Linked DNA regions of Mus musculus: region 2 is linked to region 1. The links are chromatin contacts, called in public promoter capture Hi-C maps. All regions are on one chromosome and are shown on one strand. The core of a region is the stretch at or near the end of the contact, and the rest is flanking DNA. Distances in the headings are between cores, read along the strand shown. Region 1 holds the start of Bpifa2 (BPI fold containing family A, member 2). Region 2 holds the start of Cdk5rap1 (CDK5 regulatory subunit associated protein 1).

Region 1 (7,008 bases), core at 1,404-3,903:
TAACTATCCTCCGAGAGGTCCACCCAGCAACTGACTGAAACAGAAAAAGATATCCACAGGCAAACAGTGGATGGAGGTCAGGGACTATTATGGGAGAGCTGTGGGAAGGATTAAAAACCCTGAAGGGGATAGGAACCCCACAGGAAGACCAACAGAGTCAACTAAGAGACCTGTGGGAGCTCTCAGAGACTGAGCCACCAACCAAAGAGCATACACAGGCCGGTCCGAGGCACCTGGCACGTGTGAAGCAGACATGCAGCTCAGTCTCCATGTAGGTCCTCCAATAAGCGGTAGCCTGACTGCAGTATCCAATCCCTAACAGGGCTGCACAGTCTGGCCTCAGTGGGGGAGGGTGCCCCTAATCCTGCAGAGACTTGATGAGTGGAGAGCTATCCAGGGGGAACCCACCCTCTCTGAGAAGGGAATGGGGATGGGGGAGGGACTCTGTGAAGAGGGGACAAGGACAAACAAGAACCTCAAATAGGTCAGGCCCTAAAGGCTTGCTAAGTAGCAGTGGCCCAGCTCTGTCCTGTTCCTCAGCCCAAGGCTCAGCTCCCACCTGTTTCTGTGTTTTTCTGGCTTTTCATGGGCCTAGGACTTGGTGGCCAGTTCAAACAATGGGGCCTGTGGAAGACACAATATACAAGACTAGGGACATTCCTGTTCTGCTGACTATCCACAGCCTGATGTAGGTGGAAGGACCCAATCACTGGATTTCTACCCTTGCGCAACCTTGACAGCTGAGGGCCTCTCAGAAACCTATTTCTTCCACTGAAAAATGAGACTCTCAAATGAACGTCCTGACAATCATCAGGCTTATTAAAGAGGTGTATCTAACCTGAATGGCAAGCAGACAGCAGGCAAATGTCTGTATCAACCTCTAGGAAGGACAAGAACTGCTCACTGCTGCCCCCCAGGAGGCCATTTGCTGAAACAGCTGCTCTCCTGCTGGTGCACAGGCCCTGCCTTCTCATTGCAGCTACAGCCCCTTCCTGTCTGAACCTCCTGTCAGGTCACTGGGAAACAGATCAAGATGGAACAGGACAGCTCCTGATGGTAAATAAAAAACAGTGGTCATGGCTATTCATAGGGGTTTATGCTTCTTCAGTCCACACTGTGAAGAGCTGTGGGCATGAACCACAGTGTTCGAGGTAGAGTTGGGGTTCTGAAATTCACAGTGGGGTGAGCTCAGTAAATGTGAGCTGGAGGTCACTCGTGAGACACACAGTCCTGCTGCTTCTGTTCCCAATATCCTGAGGAGACGACACATCTACTTTGTTCAGAGGCCACAGTCTAGTTGACCTGAGAGTTACCAGTTTCTTATTTGTGTGTGTGTGTGTGTGTGTGTGTGTGTGTGTGTGTGTTGTTCGTGTGTGAGTGCAGGTGCACATATGATAGCGTACACGTTGAGGTCAGAGGATAACTATCAGGCGTTGTCCCCTCCTACTTTTCCTCGGACTCTGGAGAACAAACATGGGTCCTTATTCCAGGGGAGCAAGTGCCTGTTGGCTGACACATCTTGCTCACATACATTTTACCTAGACAATGGAGCCTCCATCAGAGTATTACTTTAGCTCCTCACCGATGGCAATGCACCACCTCTCTACCCACATAGGAGTTGGGTCTCCACACACCCCCACACCCCCTTCACCAAAACGTTTTCAGTTACTTTATCTGGTAAAGTTCATCAGAGAATGAAGCCAGTATTAAGAACATGGAATCATTTGGGAACCTGGATCTAGCAATACCCCACCCTAGATGGAGTTGCTGAGTTTTCACCTCAGATTATAATTCCCCCCTAGCTTCTATGGTTTATTCTGAAACCAGGGGAACTCGATTCCTCCCTTTGGACCACAGACATCCTGGCTTGTGAATTCACATGTCATCTACTGCTAATCCATTGGTAGTATGTGGCTCACAGAGACACACTACAGTCATGGCCAATGTCAAGGTAGGACAGATGTGAATCATTCCCCCAGTCCTGCTGTTTTCATGACTAACCCTCCTCAGCACAGTGACCATGAACCTACTTTTCCCCTCCTTTTATTTTTAGAATTGCTGGAATTTTCTATTTTGAGAAATAATAGCCTTGGGGCAGCATTAAACAAAATCATCTAGAAAGCTGGTTTAAAATACAGATGGTTGAGTCAGTGAAAGAGTGAGGAATGTCATTATTGGCCCCTCACAGAGGCTGGCTCACTCCAGCAGAGGTGGTTGAAGCTCTTGGACACGGGTCAGGTGCATAGGAAGGGTGGTCTGGGACACCTGAGAACCACAATTGAACAAACAGAAGCTGCTGGCTTTTTTTTTTTTAAATGAGTTCTCAAAAAATGACTGGGCTAGCTTAGGCAAATACTTCGAGCCAACCCAACAGAACATTCTTCCATTGATTCATTCTGGATCTTCTTTCTAGACAATACTGAACTGACCCCTTGTTGGCAGTCTCAAGTTTGACAACATAGGGCTTTGAACTTGGCACAAGGTCCATCACTGTCACCCAAGCATCCTGGGTGACCTTTGGGTTGGAATATCTTGGCTAACCTTAGATATTTTCTTTGGAGTATCTTTAGAACATCCAGGAAATAGGGCTTGATTCTCATCCTGGGACCACAATATAAGTCACCCTAGAATCCCAGGAGATCGTGCAGAGAAACAAGGATCTCTCTCGTGTGCATCCTTCTTCAAAGCAGTGAGTAGTGACTCCACTAAACTGAGTTCCCATCTGAGAGTCCACAGGAGGCTTTGGGGCAAGAAGCAGAGGGAAGGCACTGTTTGTGTTGGTAAAGTTTTGACTCTAACAAATTTGAAGACATAGATGACATTGTGTCAGACTAACAACAACCTAGACTCATGTGGGTTCTGTTTAGGGATCAGATTTTATTCATCAATGACTTGTCTTAGTGTATAGAGAAAGGCTTCCTACTGGAGTGTAGGCTCAATAATGACAGAAGAGATAGCTATTTCCCCTAGGGACTGTGCTGCTCCAAGTTTGGTGGAGAAAGGCAGTGGGGAACCTAGATGTGCTCTCTGGGGAGGGGGTCTGAAGCTGGCTTCATAGAAGGTGTGAAGTTTTGCTGAAACATCTAAACAGAATTATAGCTTAGGAAAGTGAGCAGGCAAGGCAGGGAATGTGTTGCATATGTATATGTACATGAATATATTATGTTATAGATACACACACATTTGAACCTCATTTGCAGATGACAGAAAATAGGTTATTTTGCCTCTCTTAACTGCTAAGCACAATGACTTCCAGTTCCATCCATTTCCTGAAATGCCACAATTTCATTTTTCATTGTGGCTGAATAAAATTCCATTGCAGACTGGGCCCTACTTCATCCACTCCTGAGGGCAGGCATATCCCCTGGCTCCATTTCTTACCTATTGTGAAGAGAAGTGCAACTGTCTTGTTGAAAGGCAAGCGTGAGAGAGGCAGGCACTAATTGTGGGTTTTTGTTTCTTCTTCCTGCTATGACTCTCCATTTGTCAGAACCAAAGATGTTCCAACTTGGGAGCCTTGTTGTCTTGTGTGGCCTGCTCATTGGGAACTCAGAGTCACTTCTTGGTGAACTTGGCAGCGCTGTGAATAATTTGAAAATTCTGAATCCTCCCTCTGAAGGTGAGTTAATATAGGTTCCTTCAGCTATCTGGTCCCAGGAGAAACTCTAATAAGTATCATGCCTGCAATTGCAGAGGCTGCTGGGAGAGGGTGGTGTTGTCTTTTGTGGGTGGTACACTGAGAAATGTGCTGCTATTCAACTCCTGCGTTGCCCCTATCTGTTTAGAAAAAAAAAAAAAAACAGTGCTGGGATGTTACCCTAAGAGACTTGCCAATATATATTGGCACAGGATAAATTCTTAAAAGTGAGATTCCAAAAATTTAAAAGGTTTGCATTTTAAATTATAGTAGCTGTTGACAAGAAGTCCCCTATCCCAGTGCATGGATCCAGCTGTGTAGACACTTTTCCTAACCTTAGGAGGCTCAGGTTCCTCATCTATACAAAGGAGACTGGCAATCCTGTCCTGACTGGGTTGTTGCAGGGACTGATGACACAGCACAGGGAAACTGACTTCTCTGAAACCAGGAGGATGGAAGCCCACTCCCTAGTGGTACAGGACACTGACTGATGACTGTTTTTGACAGCTGTCCCTCAGAACCTGAATCTGGATGTGGAGTTGCTTCAGCAAGCCACAAGTTGGCCATTAGCCAAGAACAGCATTCTAGAAACGTTGAACACAGCGGACCTTGGCAATTTAAAAAGCTTTACATCTTTGAATGGTTTATTGTGAGTTGATGTTCTTTGCTTCTGGGGAAGGGACTATCTGACTACTCAATATCAACAATAGATGGATAAGCCTCTTATTCCCCCACAGAGCTGAGGAGTTCTGAGGCAAGGTTCATTAGAAGTCGAGTATGTCTGAGGCAGGGCTACAGGGCCAGTGTAGACAGTTCATACCTCCGGGTTTCCACAGTCAGTGACTTAAGGCTCAAGTTGAACATTCCATTGATCTCATCTCCACATGAATCTTGGTACCTAAAGGCATTCTCATGAAAACACATTTCTTTTTCAAATATAGTAAAAATCTAAGTTTCTTCAAGGGACAGCTAGCTAGAATTCATAGCCTCCAGTCCCAAGCACTGGCTTTACGGAGGTCTGAGTCACATAGTCCTGGATTCAGGTTCTGTCTCTGCTGCCTATAGTTTCCCTCGCTGAGTGCACTGTGCCTGAGAGTGTGGAGTCTCACGCTTCTGCACAGGATGTAGGAGGGACAGGAGGGTGATGACAAGAGGTGCAAATGCTGCAAAGACGCAGGACAAGAAGGCATGTGTGTGTGTTTTGGGCAGGTTGAAAATCAATAATCTCAAAGTCCTGGATTTTCAAGCTAAGCTGTCTTCCAACGGCAATGGCATTGATCTGACGGTGCCCTTGGCTGGGGAAGCCTCCTTGGTTCTGTGAGTATATGTCACTTGGATTTTGAGGGTACAGTGCAATATGGCCAATTTGAGTAGGCATTTAATTTCCAGCTACGATGTGACTTCTGGCTCTAGTTTCCTAATCTATAAAAGAGGAGACCCTCTGAGGCCTAAAATTCCAACCTTTAATGAAGATTGACATGTTAATCTCTAAGAATTTATATTTTTCTAGATCTCTCATTTAGAGATATCTAGAGATGTGGGGGGATCCTTCAGAGAGAACACTTGCCTAGTATATGTGTGACCCTGGCCTCAAATAGTCACCACTGGGGGCTCAGGAATGTTTATATTTCATGCATTTATAAAGGCATGAGCTGTAAGATCCTGGGGGGGTACATACACTTAACCTCTGTATGCCCAGGATCTTTCACTTAAAAAAAAGGAGTATGATTCTTTTCTAGTACTGTTTATAAGTGTACAATGTTTATAAGTGAATGTCCACAGGTAGTTTATGTTATGTTACAATTATGTTACAAAATGTTAGCAATTGTTTTAAGTATTAGTCTCATGCCAAGCAAAAATCTTGCATGTACTAAACATGCATGGCCCAAGGAAGTTTAATATAAATATATAAATTTTGTAGAGAATATATAACATGTTAATACTACTGTTACAATGTTGGTATTGAACACATGTCACCCATTTATAACATTGCCCCCATAGACACACTGGATTAGGGCCACACAGATAGATGAAAACTAGGGAAACTTGCGAAGGCTTCTAGACCTGTGTGTGACTCTTGTTTTCTGCAGGCCTTTCATTGGCAAGACGGTCGACATTTCTGTTTCCTTGGACCTCATAAATTCACTCTCCATTAAAACCAATGCCCAGACTGGCCTTCCTGAGGTGACCATAGGCAAATGCTCCAGTAATACAGATAAAATCTCCATTTCCTTGTTGGGAAGGTAAGGCTTATTCATCTCAGCAGAGCTGGGCTCTCAGGGAGACTTTAGGACTCCTGAATTTAATCCTATTCTTACACCTGGGAAGCAGTATTGTAGAACACACAATCAGAATAGCCTCAAGAATCAACTGTGTCAACATTTTCAACTCTGTTTCTCTGAAGCTTCATCTTTTGAGGCCTCAGTTTCCCCATCTGTGCATTTGAGCAGTAGAGATTATTACTCTAGTGGAGTAAAGATAAGAGAAAACATGTGTTTAGCAAAGAGACTGGAACATCATAAGGGCTCAAGAACCATAACACACGAGTCTCTAGGGATGGTTCCTTTCCATGGCTGAAGCAGGAGAATGGACCTCTCTAGCTACAATCATGTATTTAGTTATGGTGTCTTTCTGATGGGTCAATGTGCCTCATGGCTATGAAGATGTTAACATTACATCTACCTGGAGGTGGAACACAGTTGGAAAATTAGATGCTAGCATGGGCTTTGATTGTCCTGAAGCAATCTTTACCCTATGAAAAATTTCTGCAATGAGATCTCAACATCCTATCCCTGTCCTTTTCCATCACAGATCCCCATTGATCCTCAAAATCTGCGCCTTTATTTGTATGCTTAGTAAAATAGTTTTGGGTAAGGCAGGGGTGAGAAGAGGTGATACTACCCAGTGTCTGGGAGAGAAAACATGGTCTACGAGTCAAGGGCTGGGGTTGGGAATCTTTGGTCAGAAATGGAGGTATGGGCTCTGTTTCCAGCCTTGATAGCCATGTCCCTAGACCACCCATCCTCCTCTACAAAAGATTTGATCTCAAATCAATGACAGGACCTCAGTTTGCCCAGGAGCCCCAGGCAATTCATGCTGTTCCACTGCTTCTGAACACACATGGCCAAGAAGGCTGTCATAATGCACTTTTGCGTTTAGACCCATTGGCTTTTGTTTTGTGCTTCATACATACATACATACATACATACATACATACATACATACATACATACAGTACCTTTGCATGGATGTTCTGCTTATGCAAAACATGTTTCTCTGTTCTCCAACTCTTTTCATATTTTCATGTTTCAGGGTCTTTGCTAGATTATGTCTCCTTTTTCTTATAAGAATATACCGTTAACCTTCAGGTA
Region 2 (7,008 bases), core at 3,056-5,555, 360 kb after region 1:
ATTGTAACCACTCCCACTGTCTCCTTTGAGAACTTCCCAATGAAAGTTCTTTATCCATTATGTATTAACTTCTTAAGCCTTACCTCCATTCTCCACAAGCAATCTTTCTCAAATTCTACATCCTCCTGCCTCCACTTCCCAAGGCTAGGATTACAGCCACATGTAACCACAACAAGTTTGATAACTCCTTTCCTGAAGATGAACAGCATCATGAGAACTCAAAATAGCTGAACTAGAATATGCCTGTCCTATGGTACATGTCACTAAAATTAACACGTCACTCAAAGGAACTAACTCAGCATGCAGCAACCTCTTCCTGAGATTCACTGCATCTAAGAACCTGCACCAAAGCAGAGGAGCCCAAGCCCAGGAAACAGGGAAGCAAGGAATTCAAGTACCTCTTGGAGGTTGCTGGTCCGAAGGTAGCCACTCTTCTGTAAGATGGACCAGGCTATCTCTGTGTCGTTCACGTTCATCTGACAGCCATAGGTCTCGAGGTAGACTGCAACGAAAGGCAGGCTGATTCCAAGGTAGGCAGAGGGCCACATGTCTTGGGCCTCCCAACCAAAGCCCTCAGAAACACCCAAAGCAACTGATTATCCACAAAGTCCAATGTTGCCTCAACCCTAAAACACCATCAACTGCCAGAAATTAGTAACAGCCTTTCAGAACAAGGAAGTACAATATCACATACACACGCCTATTATGTGCATAGTATCGGAAATATAAGGGAAGTGTGCCCCTTTAGAATCAAGGAAATAGGCCTATAGAAGCAACTAAAACAGTAAGGGCTAATGACCCTTTTCATTCATCTAAGGAAAACCTAAATTCAAGTCCCTGTATTACATACAGTCTTCCCTCTAAACAAAGGGTTCTCTAGCCTCTGGAAGCAGCAGCACTGGCCAGAGGGTACACACCACAGAATAAAAATGAAAATGACATGGTCACATTATGAAGTAAAAACACAAATTTACACAAAGTTCCAAAACAAGAATTTCACACTTCAGTAGGCTCTTTCAAATCATATTTCTAGTTACAACCCCATTACCACCAGCAGACTATAATTCCAAGTGGAAGCCAGGCATAGTGGGTCATACCCATAAAGCCAACACATGGGAGGCCAAGGCAGGAGAACCATGGATATGAAGCCAGCCTGAGCTACACAGTAAGCTCCAGGACAACCTGGGCTAAAGAGACAGATTATTTCTCAAAAAGCAAAACAAAAAATGAAACAGGAAACATCAGGGTTTTTGTTTTGTTCTGGTGGGGTCTCAACTATATAGCTCTAGCTAACCTGGAACTCATTATGTAGACCAGGCTCGCCTTGAACTCACAGAGACCCCACTGCTCTGCCTGCCAAGTGCTGAGATCAAAGGTGTGTGCAACATGCCTAGCCAATTTTTTTCATATATATTTTGGTGGAAGATAGTAGGCACACATGCCATGGCACCAGTTCGGAGGTCAAAGGACAACTGTGGCAGTCAGCTCTCTCCTACCATGTGGGTTCCAGGGATCAAACTCAAGTCATCACACTTAATAGCAAGCAACTTTACCTTCTGAGTCATCTTGCCAGGCCCAAAGAAAAAAAATTCTAAATCAGAAGAGGTGGCAGACATCAGTGATTCCATCAGCTAGGAGGCTGAGGCAAGAGGGTTGAGTTCCAGACTAACCTAGGCTACACAACAAGACCCAGCTTCAAAAAACAGGGAATAGGCTTGGGCAAGATGACTCAGTGGATAAGGCCTCTGCCACCAAGCCTGACTTTTAACCTCTCAACTCACATGGTGGAAGGAGACAACACAAGTTATGCCCTGACCTCCACAGCTGCCGCACACTGACAATAAATGATGTAATTTAAATGCAATCCTAAAAATTTTAATTAAAACGGGGATTGCAGTATCTCCATACATAACCAGGGAGTGGACTACAATTCACGTGTGCACAGCTTTGAGTGTTTTCTTGAGGAGATGAGGATGCTGTGGATGGAGCTCAGAGCATCACAGATGCTAGGCAACCACTCCACCACACAACTCTCCCCCAGCCCAGCCCTTCAGTTTCTTTAGAGTAATGCTACTTCGTGGGCTCTGATGGTTTTATATTAATCAACCTGCCCACACTATCAACTTCCTAAAGCCAAGAATGTAGTAAGAGAACAGCAGAAGCAATCAGGCCACAGAGGCTGCAGTGGAGCAAGGAAGCCAAAGGGAAAAAATAAAGCCAACCTTTTCTCTGCCTTCCTAGAAGTTCATCCCCCGAGAGATAGGGAGGTGGGTCCTCCACCTCTGGAGAAGATGGTTTCTCTTGAGGAACTGAAGCACTTCTTAAAAAATGCTGAAAAGTCGGTCCAGTGGCTAGCCTGGAGCTGAAGTCCTTCTGAGCTTCTGAGCTCTTCGCCTCTGGACTGGGACAAGGAGTGCTGGACACACTGCTTTGTGCTCTGCAGGTCCTAAGCAACACCCAGCACATGGAGGTGAATGGTGCTGACAACCTCTGTACTTGGAGGACACACCGTAAAGGATGCATGGCACCTGCAGCCCCAAATCTGCAAAGGAATGAAACACACCAGTATTTACGGCACACTCCATACAGGACTGCTCTGGACACTCCTCCTCGCTAAAACAGAAAAATGCTTTTTGGGGGGAGCAGGGCTCATAAGAGATGTTGAGACTTAATCTCAGGATTATTCTGGGCTGGCCTGGAACTCAACTTCCTACGTAGTCCAGGCTGGGCAGATTGTGAGGTTATGTGAGGTTAGGTTTGTTTGTTTGTTTGTTTGTTTTTTGAGATCTTCCTATGAAGTCCATACTGACCTCCAACTTTTCTCATTCCTCTCACCTCAGTCTTCCAAATGCCAGAATCACAACCCAGTTCCAAGGTACTGTTTTGTTTTGTTTTGTTTTGTTTTGTTTTGTTTTGACAGGGTTTCTCTGTATAGCTCTGACTGTCCTAGAACTTGCACTGTAGACCAGGCTGGCCTGAAACTCAGAGATCAGCCTGTCTCTGCCTCCTGAGTGCTGAGATTTAAGGTGTGCACCACCACCTCCCTTAAGGTACGTTTTATGATAGTTTACCTTAATCTAAACATGGTAAACCTATATTCCCAGTAACCTGGGAGGCTAAGGCAGGAAGATCATTTGAGCCCAGGACTGCCTGGACAACAGTGAGGGCTCTTAAAATATATTATATCTCTAATTTACAGGTGAAAATAAATAAAGGCGGCTCAGTGACATGGCTTAGTGGATGAAGGCACCTGCCACCAAGCCTGACTCCCTGAAAGCCACACAGTAGAAAGAATTCTTTTCCATAGATTCTTCTATCTCTACACATACACTATGTATGGCACATTCATGTGCATGAGCACAGGAACAAAAACCAAATAAATAAAATGTAATTAAAAAAAAAAACACCAACCTACTCTCTTGTCGGAGAGGAGACTTTTGGTTTGAGTTTTAATTTTTTTCACATTTTTATTTTTATGCATATTATGGTATGTGAACCATCTTAACAGCCCAGGTGTGAGCTTTCAAATCATCTACTTCTGCCCTTTAATTGTTGTGTGACCACGTTTTTACAAGTCAAATTTCCACCTCTGGACTACAAATGTCATATCCATTTTGGAAAAAAAAAAAAAAAAAGTACAATAGGACCTTACCCCTTGCCAGATGTTATAAGAATTACACATTAAAAACTTAGATTGGGGGAGGGGGGGACTTAGAGCAGTGGCTCAGTGGTTAAGAGCACTGACTGCTTTTCCAGAGCCTGAGTTCAATTCCCAGCAACCAAGTGGTGGCTCACAATCATTCACTAGCAGCCCACACTTCATTTCAAAGCATGGACCTTGGCCGGGTTCTGGGCGCGTCTTCATGTATGAGTGTTGGGGTGGGGAACGGTCCTTTCTGACGAACCTGGTGGAAGGATCAAAAGCTTCAAGTTTTTGCACAGCACAGCGCGGAACCACCTACCACATCCAAGCGTGTGAGTGCTAGGCGTGGCGGCGGCAACTGCGTGAGCCCCGTAGCCCCTCTCCGAGGTCTATCAGACCCCATCTCTGCTTCACAGGGCAAATACTAGGGCTTAGAAGGACGCTGTGACTTGGCCAAGAGCCGGCAGCGGGGCTGAGCTACACTCGCAGCGGTCCTACTCAAGGCCTAACACTGCCCAGTGATACCTTCTCCTAGCGCTTCTGGCTTTTCCTGGACGGTGCGAGCCCGCCCTGCGCCACCGCGGGTCACCCGCAGGACACTAAACTCAATCTCAAGCCTCTCACCTCCCACAACTGCAAGGTCCGCGTCCGAAACCGGAAACTGTCGATCTGCGTGGGTTCCCTTCTCAGGAGTCCTCCGCTGCGCGCCTAGGCGTGCAACTTCTGTTCCGCCGTGACTTTCGCCCGCGGTGTTCTAATGGTAGTGTTTCCTGCCGGCTTCGAGTCCCAGGACCCTGGCTTTGAAAAATAAAGCCGTGAGACCTACTACTTCTTTAAATGCTAATACCGCCCCCCACCCCCACCCCACCCCACCCCAAAAAAAAAAGTTAAGTAAAGCTTAAAACCAGGTAGGCGGGCTGGAGAGATGGTTCAGCGGTTAAGAGCACTGAGTGCTCTTCCAGAGGTCTGGAGTTCAATTCCCAGCAACCACATGGTGGCTCACAACCATCTGTAAAGGGATCCGATGGATGCCCTCTTCTGGTGTGTCTGAAGACCGCGACACTGTACTATTATGCATAATAAATCTTTTTTAATTAGAAAAACAAACAAACAAACAAACAGGTGGGCAGTCTCAGAGTCTGTATCTGCCCTTGCCCCAAGAGAGTAAGGGATTCTTAGGGGTGTTCTGCCCCCTGGAAAATAGGAGCTCTGACTTCTCCTCAAGCCTGTCACCCGTTAGCTCCCTCCTGCCATATGTACTTTCCTTCCCTCTCCTCACCAGACCCTTTAAGAAAAGGGCCACCATGGGGCTGGTGAGATGGCTCAGCATGTAGGACACTTGCTGTTTGACGACCTGGGGTCTAATCCCCAGAACCCACAAGGTGAAGGGAGAACTGGCTCCCACAAGCCCTCTGAACTTCACAGATAGGCCATGGGACATGCAACATCTCTCTCTCTCTCTCTCTCTCTCTCTCTCTCTCTCTCACACACACACACACACACACACACACAGACGTCTCAGGACGCTGTAGCACACTTCGGTGTTCTCAGGAGGCAAAGGCAGGCTAATTCGAAGCCAGAAAGAGCTACATAGTAAAATTTCGTAGATGATGGATAGACAGACAGACAGGCAGACAGACAGATGGAATAGAATAAATGTAAAAAAAAATAGAAAAGAGGCTAACCAGTGGTTTCTGTGGCTAGCTCTGAACGGCCTCGTCTTTCCTGGATCTCCCAGATGGCCCTGAACAGCCTAATTGTTCCTCACTACCTCCTTACCCTACTCCTGTCACATTCCTGCCCTGGCCCTCTCAGCCATTCTCCCTTCCCTGTTGACTCTAGCCAAAATACCTCTTCTCCCCCAGACCGAACCCATAGTCCCTACACTCAAGAAAATGCTGAGAACAGGATTCAGCCAGATCGGAGCCCTGGGGTCAGAACCACCCTATGTAGCATAAGTGTTTTTTCCAAGCTTCACCATAAATATTAGTTTTAAAGTGTGAGACATTTAAGTGTAAAACATTTGGTTGAAGCACAAACTGCAGGTGGACAGTTCAAAAATCTACAAGCATAGAATGAGTAGCAAAGAGGCGCCCCCTCCTGGCCTCTTCCTGTCATGACTCTCATCAAGAGACTGGGTTTGGAGGGAAGGAGTGGGGGGCATTCCCAGCCTTCCTCTTTGCCAATGGGCTTTTGTCGTTTTGTTTTGTTTGTTTTGTTTTGTTTTGTTTTGTTTTGTTTTGTTTTCATTTATGTGTTTATGTATCTGGGCAAGAAGCCGGAAGTACTTCTGTTTGGAAAGCCAGAAGCTAGAGTTGGCTCAGTCTGTAGGACACTTCCAAATGAAGCTAGAGTTACAGGCAGTTGTGAACCACCTGATGTGGGCCCAGAATCAAACTCTAGTACAATCCTCCAAAAACTTCTCAGCTATCTCTCCAGCCCTCCAACAGTTTCTGTAATATGTTACCTCTGCATTCTCTGGGTAAGACATTTTGGACCTCATTCTCCTGTTTCAAAGACAGTCTCAATGCGCGTGTCCCCTCAATACCATAACCTTCAAGAAAGTGGACATAGGAGGTAGGGTCTTCACAAAGTGACTAGGTCATAAAGGTAGAACCTCATGGTTACCTTATTTAAAAGAGCCCAAGCTGGGCACAGTGGCACATACCTTTAATCCCAGCACTCCGGAGGCAGAAGTTGTGGCTCTCTATAAGTTCGAGGCCAGCCTAGTCTACAGAAAACGTTTCAGAACAGCAAGAGAGAGAAAGAGAAAGAAAACCCTATCTTGAAAAAAAAAAGATTTTTAAAAGACTAACTCATTTTACAAATTTAAGGGTGAGTATACAAAAGTAGTCATGTGCAAAGGCTCACGCAGCAAGCAGTCCTTGGGATCCAGCCACAGTTCACGCTGATCCCAAAGCCCTATTCTTAGCACTGACTAACTCAACCTCAGACTGGCTGGGTTCCCTCTGGGGCTGTGCTGGCTGACAGTTGAATAACCATAGCCAAGTAGTGACTGCTGACTCCAGTCTCCTTGCCTGTAGGGTGGCAACTGTGTGGTGAATACATTGCAATGTGGGGAAGACATGGATAAGGAGTGGGGCCAAAGGATCTGGGGCTGTGGCAGTAGTCCACTGTGGGTTCCCGGGCTAGTGTGGGATTAAGGACTGATGAAGGTTAGAAAAAGAAACAAACTCCTCTGACTCCAGAAGTTTGGGGATCCCATGTTCTGCTCGCTTTAAGACCTGAATGTTCTACCTGCCATGATCATCTTTCATCTAATTCTGCTAGTTGGTGAAAGTTGCCATCGTGAGCACTCATTCCCCCTCCACCCCACTGTGACTGTGTGTTCTCTTCACCGCTGT

The links. Promoter capture Hi-C pulls out the DNA fragments that hold promoters and counts their contacts.
Region 2: a promoter capture Hi-C map of stem cell-derived epiblast-like cells shows a contact between it and region 1, with 3 times the contacts expected there. The contact joins the promoter of Cdk5rap1 here to the promoter of Bpifa2 in region 1. A contact is called at or near these places in 2 of 39 promoter capture datasets (cranial neural crest and stem cell-derived epiblast-like cells), 1 of 484 Hi-C or Micro-C datasets (embryonic stem cells) and 1 of 9 other capture datasets (liver).

Annotation. Positions count from the first base shown.
Region 1 is chr2:154,005,623-154,012,630 of GRCm38.p6, forward strand. Bpifa2 (BPI fold containing family A, member 2) reads left to right here and starts at 2,654. Exons shown (of 9, transcript NM_008953.2): 1 at 2,654-2,689; 2 at 3,491-3,619; 3 at 4,145-4,286; 4 at 4,847-4,954; 5 at 5,728-5,880. The coding sequence starts at 3,499.
Region 2 is chr2:154,368,414-154,375,421 of GRCm38.p6, forward strand. Cdk5rap1 (CDK5 regulatory subunit associated protein 1) reads right to left here and starts at 4,306. Exons shown (of 14, transcript NM_025876.2): 1 at 4,268-4,306; 2 at 2,223-2,542; 3 at 399-502. The coding sequence starts at 2,523.